2 separate regions of the Sus scrofa genome follow, and region 1 is linked to region 2. Evidence: chromatin contacts called from public HiChIP or PLAC-seq data. All regions are on one chromosome and are shown on one strand. Each heading gives the region's core, a stretch centred on a gene start, on an enhancer-like site or on the middle of the called end of the contact. The rest is flanking DNA. Distances are from core to core; before and after follow the strand shown.

Region 1 (5,578 bases), core at 2,918-5,417, 40 kb after region 2:
AACTTAAAATCTATATCACTCAAGTGCTTTTCTTTTGGCCACAGCCATGGCATGCAGAAGTTCCTAGGCGGGGATCATATATGCGCCACAGCAGTGACAATACCAGATCCTCAGCCACTAGGCTACCAGGGAACTCCCTCTAGGTGCTTTTCTTGAAAGAATACTACTCTCGGTATACCCAGCCAGCTGAGAAGTTGGCAACTCAGGAGTCAGCTTCAGTGTTTGTTTAACCCTCTGTTTCCCAAAATAACCCAAGACATATAAAAGTAAGGGAAAGAGGATGCCCTTCATAGTCCAGATTTCATACTGTCAGAGTAATGCTTTCAACTTAGTGCCGAGCTGCTTCTGCCTCCACCACACAAAACAACTTTTATTTTAAGGACGCCAGTCTACTGAAACCACTTTTCTTGAAATCAACCCCCAGATCTACAGGTCACCAAATCCAAGTTTAATTCTTAGCCTTCTTTTTTTAAAAAAACCAATTTTGTTTATTTTGGCCCTGCCAAATGGTGTGTGGAAGTTCTCAGGCCATAGATCAAACCCACACCACAGTGTGTCTGTCAGTGCCAGATCCTTAGCCCACTGAGCCCCCAAAGAACTTGCTTAATTCTCAGCCTTCACTTAATTTTTCCTTCTCCCCCCTCCTCATGCAGCAGCTTGATGTCAGATTTCAATTCCCAGACCAGGAATTGAATCCAGGCAGTAGCAGTGAAAATACTGCATCCTAACCACTAGACCACCAGGGAACTTCCAAGCCTTGGCTTGATTTCTATGCACTTTTTGACACAATTTATCACTGCCTCCTTTTATTTTATTTTTTTTTTTATTTTTTTTGCTTTATAGGGCCAAACCCACAGCATATGGAGGTTCCCAAGCTAGGAGTCGAATCAGAGCTACAGCTGTCAGCCAATGCCAGAGCCACAGCAATACCAGATCTGAGCTGCATTTGCGACCTACACCACAGCTCACAGCAACACCAGAGTCTTAACCCACTGAGCGAGGCCAGGATTGAACCTGCAACCTCATGGTTCCTAGTCAGATTCGTTTCTGCTGAGTCACAGTGGGAACTCCATTGTCTCCTTTTAGAAAGACTGTCTTTGGTTCCAGAAATGGTCTTCCTCCCTCACCAGTAGTTCCTGTGTAGTCTCCTTTCCTAGCTGATCCCTCCTCTTCAGTTAATTGTGGGAGAGCCTGATGGCTCAGACCTTAGACCAAACCTACTATATATAATTGCTCAGTAGAAAATCACGTTTAGTTTTTAAATGCCTCCATTAGCTGATGATATCCTTAATTTATATCCCCTCTTCCTTCCCTACTTTGTCACATCTGTTTAGCTGCTGGGATAACATTTCTACTTGCATGTCTAGTTGAAATCAATACCAAAGGTGTGAAAATGGATTTTAGGGCTCCTTTTTTAACCCAAACCTGCTTTTTCCTGGTGTGTCTCTCCCCAATAAATGACACTGACTTTTCCATTGGACATAGTTGTAAAACCTTGGCATATGGAGGTTCCCAGGCTAGGGGTTGAATCGGAGCTACAGCCACTGGCCTACGCCAGAGCCACAGCAACTTGGGATCTGAGCCGTGTCTGCAACCTACACCACAGCTCACAGCAACCGCAGATCCTTAACCCACTCAGCAAGGCCAGGGATTGAACCCAAAACCTCATGGTTCCTAGTTGGATTCATTAACCACTGAGCCACGACGGGAACTCCCAGAATCACCTTTTGATACCTCAGCCAAGTTTGCAGTGCTGTCTTCAGAATGTGTTCTGAATCCATCCATTTCTCTATGGCTACCACTTGAGTTCAGGCCATAATCTCTTCAATAACTTATGAACCATTCTTCTCCTTTTTTTTTTTTTTTTTTTTCTATATTCACTCAACAGATAAGTGCTCTAAAACATAAAAACTTTACAGTGGCTTATCACTCCACAGTCCTACCATACGTAGCTTACAAGACAGTATGGTTCGGCCTCTGTTAAATGCTCCATCTTTTCTACCACCTTATTCTGCATTTGTCTTATCAAGTTTAGCAAACTCGTTTTTACCCTTAGGTCCTCTGGTTGAAATGCTTTCCAAGTTTGGATGACTAATTCCCTGCTCATTTAAGTTTCTACCTAAGTTAGCCCCTCAGAGGCTTTCTCTGACTGCTGTATTTCTGTGGTACTTAGCACTACTTGATACACTTTATATTTGTGAATCATTTGTTTATAATATGCCCCAGTCACTAGAATGTATGTTTCATGTGGGCAGGGTTATTTTTTTGCCTGTCCTATGAACTCCTATATCCCTAGCACCTGGAAATGCTGGCATGACCTTGAATGTCTGACATATATTAGATACTCAGTAAAATATTTGTTGAAGGAAAGACTCTTAAGAATTTGTCAAAGGAATGAGCAAAACAGCAAAAATGTGCAAGATTTGTTAAAAAAAAAAGATCAGTTGTCAGATAAACTTTTAGTTCAAGTAGGTGGACTAAAACGTTAATGTTTAATTCTCTTGTAGTGAGATACGTGAAAGAAGTTGCATCTTTGAAAACGGAACCATGAAAATAATTTGAAATTATTTGCAAAACATGATTACAGTTTTAAAAGTATAGTGGAAACAATGAATTGCAGTGTAAATACAATTGAAAACAAGGTCAGGAGATTATCAGCTCGAGCAAACTAACCAACCAGAAATGAAAAGGAAAGGATAGAAAAGGGAAAGATGAGCATATGCTGTGGGAGCGGCCCAAGAAATGCCAAAAAAAAAAAAAAAAAAAAAAATCATGGCCATAATAACCCTAATTTGTAAAGATTTTAGGCAGGTATTAATAGCCAGATACGCATTCTGGTTATAAAAATATTTTAATAAGGCTTGCATAGATGGAAAATCTTTATGTAGTTCCTTTTGTTTGTATAATCTCCACAAGAAATTATTTGTATTATGTTTTGATAAGGCAACTTAATGAGATGGTTTGCATTGTGGACTTAATTATGACTCAGTTAAGAGTTGGTGAACATCTAACAAAGATGGTAACTAGATTTAGAGTGATCAATTTAGAGCTCTTCTTTCTAATGTAAGTAACATACACCAAGGCTTGTTTTTTAAGATCACACTTGTATTAGCAACACTTGTATGTATTAGCAACTGTTTATCTTTCTGTTCTTTGTTGCAGGAGGGTATGGTTCCATTCCATTTTATCCAAACATGATATCAGATTATCCAGGAACAAGTTAAAAAGAAGGGAGACTGGTTCCAGAACACATCTCTGGAAATTACCTTATGGACCCTGACTCTCATGGCAACATTGCAATGTAGGTTCTGTGTGAGCATCAGTAGCCAGTGGTCTTTGTTGAGCTTATCTCAAGACATATTCCCCTTCACTGAGTCAGGGGTTGAGAAAAGGTTATAAAGGCCCTTAGCACTTACTTTGTTCTTGGAAATCATAGTATAATCCAGGTGATATTTTGATCAGTGAGACGGGATTACAGGATCCTATCCTCAACCAGTCATGCTTCAGTGTGAGGCCTCTTAAGTGTAACTGTAAAGAAGCAGCAAGCAAGGCAGCTGCAATACTTTGTTCCTAGTTTGGGCTTCAGCTTCAGGCTCCTGGGAGCTAAGCTGGATCATTTGGATAAGTTTTTGACCTAGGCTAGATTGATTTTTTACCTGAAGAGTCTAGACACAAATAAGAGTTAAATGCTTATTTCTGCTTTGTACAACAAAGCCCAAAACTCCAGCCCACATCTTCTGTTTACCAGTGTGCCTCCTGGGTGCCTCATTCAAAACTCATTTCTTTGCATTTATTGCTTGTTTATCCCTCAGAGCTGAGTTACTTTCTCAGGGTCATGCAGACAGAAGTGGCAATTTGACAGTAGGGAAATGACCAGTCTGACTTCTGGTTATTTCCTGCACAAGTTCCCTTCACATGTGTCCCCAAGAATGTGGTATAAGTATGCTTAAGATAAAGATCCCTCAGTGTTTGGAGGGGCTGCCTGAGTGGGGCTCCACTGAGCAGACATGAGCAGTCTCCTTCCCATTTGTACTTACACGTGCCCTGACCTGAGGGGATTGGAGGTGGCACTGGCCTGCACTAAGAGTACTGCATCAGCAGGAGTGAGCACAGCCGCCCTCCCTGCAGCCAGCCTTTCCAACTACAGTAATGTGCCCTAGTCAAGCCAAGTAGGAAGTGGGAGGAGTCTGGAAGGGAAAGAGGAAGAAACGATTGGAGCCTGCTCACACCAGGAGCAGGTGAGCAGGTCAAGTCTTATTCACTTTTGAGGAAAAAAGAAATGCCTAAAAGATTGGCACACATGTAACTTGCTCTTTAGGGTGCTGTAATAAAAAGGTTCTAAGTCTCGAACACACCAAATCTGTCGGAGGAGTGTCCTGACCTTTGGGGAAAAGTAACAAGAACTTTGAGCTCCCCCTAGAGGTGGGCAGTGATAAGCATCATAGTGATCTGTAGGGAAATAACTATACCTTACTTAGGCTTGCCTACCCTTTATTTAGAAACTAGCATTTTGTAACTGCATTATCCAGTATTTTCTTATACCTTTGTGAAGAAATTTGGGTGATTTATATTCTAATTAGCTATGTGGAGCCAATCATTAAGTTCACTGTTGGGCCATATAGGTTACATCCAATGAATAGAAGAGAAGACTGGAAATTGGTCATGTGTCCAAACAAGATAAACATGTTTCTTGATGAGAGCTCTAAGCTTAGTTGAAACAAACCATATCAAAATGAGAATTAATCTCTGTGCTATTACATTCCAGAGGTTTTTTTTCTTCTTTTATTCTTTTTTACGGCTGCACTGGAGGCATACGGAAGTTCCTGAGCTAGGGGTTGAATCAGAGCTGCAGCAGCACTGGATCTGAGCCACATCTGCAACCTGGGCCAGAACCTTAACCCACTGAGCCCAGCCAGGGATTGAACAATCCCTCATCCTCATGGATACTAATCAGGTTTGTTACTGCTGAGCCATAACAGGAATTCCTGTTATCAGTTTTTTTATTTTTTTTATCAGTTTTTTTAAATAAAAGTTTAGGTATTTGATTGGTTGTGTGGTGCTACCTCATTATTTTTTTTAAACCTTTGTCAGTTTCTGCTACTGTAATGCTAATGCTGTCATGTATCTGTTATCAGGTCTCCCTGTCTAAGCTGGTCACAAATTCCATAATGCTCTGATTGTTTTAATTGTTATACAAATAGGACTAAACATGATTTGTAACTTTTTTTTAAAAAAAATCAGCAACATAATGTAGATACCATTTTTTTCTCAATACAAATAGATGTTTTTTGTACTAAGCATGGGAAGTACATGTGGGCAAACTTTGGAAGGATATTATATATCCTATATCTAGTATATTCTATACTAGAATTCTCTCAGAAGTAGGACTAAGAGTGATGATGATTTTTTTTTTTACAAAGTAATTTGTGAGATTAAAAAATAAAATTAATTTTAGCTATAATCCCATTACTGAAATTGTTCTTGTAGGTATTATGGTGTATATAAAGACATCCAATACATGTTTTGCATGAGTTTGCTAAAAGGCTGTTATTACCTGTGGTTATCTCTTGTGGGATTT
Region 2 (5,281 bases), core at 65-2,564:
GGCATACGGAGGTTTCCAGGCTAGGGGTCTAATCGGAGCTACAGCTGCCGACCTACACTATAGCCACAGCAATGCCAGAACCGAGCTGCGCAAGCAGCATACACCACAGCTCACTGCAGGATCCTTAACCCACTGAGTGAGGCCAGGGGTGGAACCAGTGTATCCTCATGGGTTCTAGTCAGATTGGTTTCCTCTGAGCCGCGACGGGGAATTCCAGTTAGTGCATCTTTGAAGGAAGGTACACATCACCTCTTGGATGATGATATTTTTTTTCCCCCTTATACATCCCCCCCACTTCCCTACCCCCTGCTTTTTTGACCTGTCTAAGGCATGTGGAAATTCCTGGGTGGAGGATTGAAACTTCAGCCACAGCCGCGAATCCAGCCACTGCATTGACAATGTGGTATCCTTAAACCACTGAGCCCCAGGAGAACTCCAATTTTTTCCTGTTAATTCCTTTTAATTCCACTGAAGATGCTTTCAAAACAAATAACAATAACTGCAGCTAACATCGAAGTAAGTCATTTAATCCTTGAAACAATCCTAAAAGGTAGTAGGATTGTTCCCTTCATCTCCTGCGTGGAGTCAGCATTTGCCATCCTGGCTTCAGAGCCCAGCTCTTAACTACTGTTTCTATACTTTTGGCTGGACAGATCTGGGCCAGGCTGGACAGACCTGGGCCACTTTTTCCGGCATATTCTGCTGCTAGCAAACTCAGTTTCCTTTTTTGAAACCACTCTTAACTGCCTTCAGTTGCCAAGGGCTCTGGCCTCAGTTCCCGGGGCCTAAGAGAAGATAATTTAATTCACTCAGATGGCACCAGCCCAGTTACGTCCTTCTCAGATCCTCGAACTTTCACCTTGGCTGAGCAGCAAGTCTGCACCACCGTCCTTTATTTTATTGGCCTCGGGGCTGACCGACAGTGTTATTATTTTAAGTAGCAATACTGGTATTCTCTAAGCAGACACAGGACCCCATCGATCCCTACGGGCGAGCACATTAATCGCACCACTGCGCGGGCCCCAGAGTTTAGGCTCTGGAGCGTGGGTGTGGGCATCGATGTGCGGCAGGACCTCGGACTGGAACCGGCAGGGCGGGCACCGGGGATACTGCCATCAGGCCTAGCTTCGCGCGGGCCAGGGCCGCCGGGACGCAGAGGGCGGGGTGGAGCGGGAAGGGGCGTGGCCAGGAGCCCGCCGGGCCGCTCCCTGCCCCTCCCCCTCTGCTCTCGGCCCCAGCCCTCACCCCGCCCCGCCCCTCCGGCCCAGCCCGGCGGCTCCGCCCTCCTGGTGACGTCACTGGCCAGGCCAGCCGGCGCCATTTTGAAAGTGGAGTCGCCTGCCCTGCCGCTGCCGCCGCCGTCGCTGTCGTAGCTGCCGCCGCCGCTGCTGGAGAAAGAGCAAGAGTGGGGAAGCCCCAGAGTGAAATCCACCATCCTGCCGGCTGGTCTGCCCGCCCCTCCTTCCTTCTCCCCCGACCCCCGCCCCCTCCCCCACAGGTGCCATCCGCCGCCATCCGCCCTCTCTACCCCCCATCCCCAGGTGAGGGGGGTGAGTTCAGGAAGCGGAGACCCCAAGGAACCCAGCAGGGTCACCATTTGCAGCGCAACATGGCAGGTAAAGGAGAAATCACCCTCTCCACTGACAAGGCACCGCTTCCTTCCTCCTCCCTCCATCACCCCTAGCGACCGCCTGTGCTTCTCGCAGAGCCACGGGGCGCCCCTCGGATTTCAGGGTATTGGTCAAGTGGGGTGGGGTGGGGGTGGGGAGGGCTGTGGGAAGGCGAGTGGTCGCTGTGGTATCGAAATGGCTTTTAAAATGAGGGTTGGAGCCTGGGCATGGGTGGGGGTGGGGTGTGTGCCGGCGATCCGAGGGGTAAGGCGTGGGTGGGGCGGGGTGGGGGCGAGTGCCGATTTGTCCCTGCTGCTCGGGAGCCCGGTGTAACCTCCGCCCCCCCCAGGCGGGGGGGCTTTTTGCCGCTCTTCCTTCCTTTAATTCTTATTTTTCCCCTGGCTGCAAGCCTTCTTGGGTGTTTCTACAAATAAATATATTTTGCACTGAAAAGGAAGAGTGCTTTACAAGTTAAAATACAATGGGGACATATGTGTATTTCTTTCCACTGTGAGTACGTAGATTTTTGAGACTGTAAGCCTGAATTTTTTGTCTGGAACCATCTCCCTTTCGTTTCTTTTACCTTTACATCCAAAGACTGCAAGGCTTTTAATAAAGCAAGTTCCATGAAAAATGTAATTTAAACTTTGTTTTGCACGTTAGCTTTTGTGCAGATGTCCTTTTCCCAAAAGGGTTTCTTGGAGTTATTTAAAATAGTTGTGGAGTTCAGAGATATAAATAGCCAAGGGGAAGAGAGAATTAGGTAAAAGCTTGGGGGGGAAAGGATGCAGAGAGAAAACCAGATTGGAATATTTAGCAAGGAATGGAGGTGAAGGAAGAGAAAAAGGTAATTGCTTTGAGGATTATTTTTGCACATTTTGGTGTAGCTGTCTTCTTTCATCTAGTAGAATCAATTCTAGATTTATTCAGTTTCTTTCTTCATAGATCCAGGAATTTCCCCCTCTGTGCTTGGAAGGGAAATAGAAACATTCAAGGACTGAACCAGTTTTCTGTGCTTTTGTCAGTGTTTAGATAGATAAATAAACCTCTTTTAAAAAGTTTAATGTTGGATTGACTTTATGGTTTGCTATAAACAAGTTGCTTTTTGGCCTTGTTGAATGATTAAGTGAAATTAAAATTGTTTTGCATAAGAGGATGACAAATGAGCAAAATTAATTTTTGCAAGGGCTTCTGAGGGATTAGGTGAAGGGACACAAAGCAAGCTTCCTTTGGCAATCCCTTCACCAGCATTCAATTTAGTTTCTTTTCCTCTCTGTCTGGAGCCAGTGATTTGCTGGTAATGAAATGCAAAGAAATGGGTGGTGAGGTTGTGTTTGCTGTATGTGCGCTGTGGTGATAGGGTTCATATGAATCATTGCTCCTCACCCAGGCAGTAATGTTCCTGAAGTTTTCTCTTCGTTCCGTGTTTTATGGTAGTTTAACCTTATTAACTCATCTGCAGGCTTTTGTACCCTTAAAGGAAACCTCTCTAACTTTTGGTATTTTCTTTTTTCTGGTAGGTCTTGCTTGAAGTAAGGCTTTTACTGTGTTTGAGGGGAAGGGCAAAATGGAAGGGAAGTTTTGAACTCAAGTGCAGTGTTAACATGGCCGTTAAATATTTCAGACCTGGAATCTCTCTTTTAATGCAGTACAAACTATTGGGGACTAACCTTTTTCCAGATTAGTGCTCTGGTGTTATGGTTGTATGTGTGGGCACTACCAGGCTATTAGTATCATGCCAACCATGGATACCATCACTGTGTTTATGAGAGTAAACATGAACAGAACTCAGTTTTAATTGGTATGTTTTCTTTTTCCAGGAGCTGGAGGAGGGAATGATATTCAGTGGTGTTTTTCTCAGGTGAAAGGAGCCGTAGATGATGATGTAGCAGAAGGTAAGAAAGCATTTAATAATGCAAAATTTGGATCTAGAATCTTTTCAAAATCTCTATTACTGAAGGACTTTCTTGCAGCTGAGTCTGTTATAGTTTAAGAACATTTTTTGTTTGTTGTCCAAGCAGTGGAAGAACAGTTGTAAAAGTCACATTTCTGTAAAATAGTCTTAACTCCTTTAATGCCTTGTTTTATTATTTTTCTCTGAATAAAATAAGGAGCACTAGGTGATGATATAAATAAAACAAACACAAGGAAAATCTAAGGTCCATATGGTAATGGTGATGCACTATCATGGTTGTACGTAGTTTTTAGATAATTAAGTTGAAATAGGTGCCATCAGCATTTAGCTCAGAAGTTTTTGACAGCATCTTTCATTTTTGTGGGAAGACTTTAGGCTTTTTTTGAACTCACCTATTTGAGAGTGTGGTGTTGATTGGCATAGTCTGAAGAAGTGCTGGCTGAAGTGATGCATTTAATTGTCTTGTAAAGATGAATTTAGCATGTCTTCTGGAGAGCTTATTCTTTTGCAGTTAGAAGCTGGATTTAATCAGCTGAAGTACTTAAGTATTTTTCGGTCTAATTTTTTAATTAGTATATTTCAAAATTTCAAAGTTTTGAAACTTTTAAGATTTTGCATACATTTGAAATGGTATTCGATGGAGGAGGTCTTGAGATGGAGGAGGCATTATTTCCCATGAAGTAGTTGCATGGTTTCATCATTCATAAATATTAAAGTTTGAATCTTAGTAATAGTCTGTGCCTTGAATTACAGTAGGAATTTTCCAACAAAGCTCAGATAAATTAAAACGTGTACTTTTAATGGTTTATAAACCATCTTTCTCTGGATTGTATTGTCATCATAATAAGACCATTTTTCTGGCTTGCTGTCAGTATACTGTTTGTTTTGAGGGTTTTTCCAGGTGATGGTAGGATGATGGCCTTGCCTTGAGCCAATCGAATGCTTGGATTTGCCTGTGTGTCATTCTTGATTAAATACCTGATCAGAGTTTGTTGAGTCCTGTGGGGAGCCAACTGGCATATATTGTACTTCTGATACAGCGCACTCTCACGTTTCTTTTTATTGAATGACGAGAAGCTGGAAGCCTAAAGAAGTTGAGAGGTTTCCTGATGGTCATACAAATAGTGTAGATCAAGGTTTTCTGGTGAAGCCTTTGCTGTTTGTCCTGTTCAGAGAAATAAACCCTCAGTTCAAGGGAGGAGTCATGTGTTACTCATTTTGTAACTCCATTACCTGTTGAACAGTAGGCACTCAAATATTGGATCATTAGTTCTGTGCTGTTGTGTAATACTCAACCAAGTTATGAAAGTGTCATATACTTGAAAAACATTCCTTGGTTGATTTCCATTTATTCCCTTTATCAAACCTCTGCCAGGGGCCTCCTAAACACTGAGCACCGTGTCTCTGAGGTGTCTAGCTTATAAACCCTGCCCTGAAGGAGTTCTTAGTTCACTTGTTAAACAGGCAGAAAGATCACATGCATTTTATTTAAAAGAAATTGATGATTCCAGACTTACCTAACCAAACCAGATGATAGTTTTTGATATGTATAATGGATCAGTTGTGGTTTTCTTCTGCTAATACTTAGTAGCTGCTTTTTCTACTGATTCATTAAATAGCTTTCATCTCAGGTTAAAGATTACTTTAACTTACAGTGCATTCCTAGCATCTTCACATGCTGAAGCTTGGTATGTCTGTTTTAATAAATACATGACTTGTTCTAATACCTGTGTCTGTACAAATATAAGAAGTATAA

Evidence for each region. HiChIP or PLAC-seq counts read pairs in DNA pulled down with a chosen protein or histone mark.
Region 1: a contact with region 2 is called in an H3K27ac HiChIP or PLAC-seq map of alveolar macrophages. The contact joins the enhancer-like site here to the promoter of PPP2R2A in region 2. A contact is called at or near these places in 1 of 5 promoter capture datasets (liver), 12 of 47 Hi-C or Micro-C datasets (brain, embryonic fibroblasts, fetal heart ventricle and 5 more) and 2 of 2 datasets of contacts at active chromatin or transcription factors (alveolar macrophages and skeletal muscle).

What each region holds. Positions count from the first base shown.
Region 1 is chr14:10,230,749-10,236,326 of Sscrofa11.1, forward strand. All of the region lies in intron 2 of PPP2R2A (protein phosphatase 2 regulatory subunit Balpha), which reads left to right. Among named protein-coding and RNA genes, the nearest start is that of PPP2R2A, 38 kb to the left of the region's middle. Within about 2 kb of position 4,168, at least 31 of the 83 cell types and tissues checked have an H3K27ac peak or open chromatin away from gene starts, as enhancers often do. A contact at or near this core is called in alveolar macrophages, liver, retroperitoneal adipose tissue and 1 more, where this site is marked.
Region 2 is chr14:10,194,074-10,199,354 of Sscrofa11.1, forward strand. PPP2R2A (protein phosphatase 2 regulatory subunit Balpha) reads left to right here and starts at 1,315. Exons shown (of 10, transcript NM_001164020.1): 1 at 1,315-1,616; 2 at 3,431-3,505. The coding sequence starts at 1,610.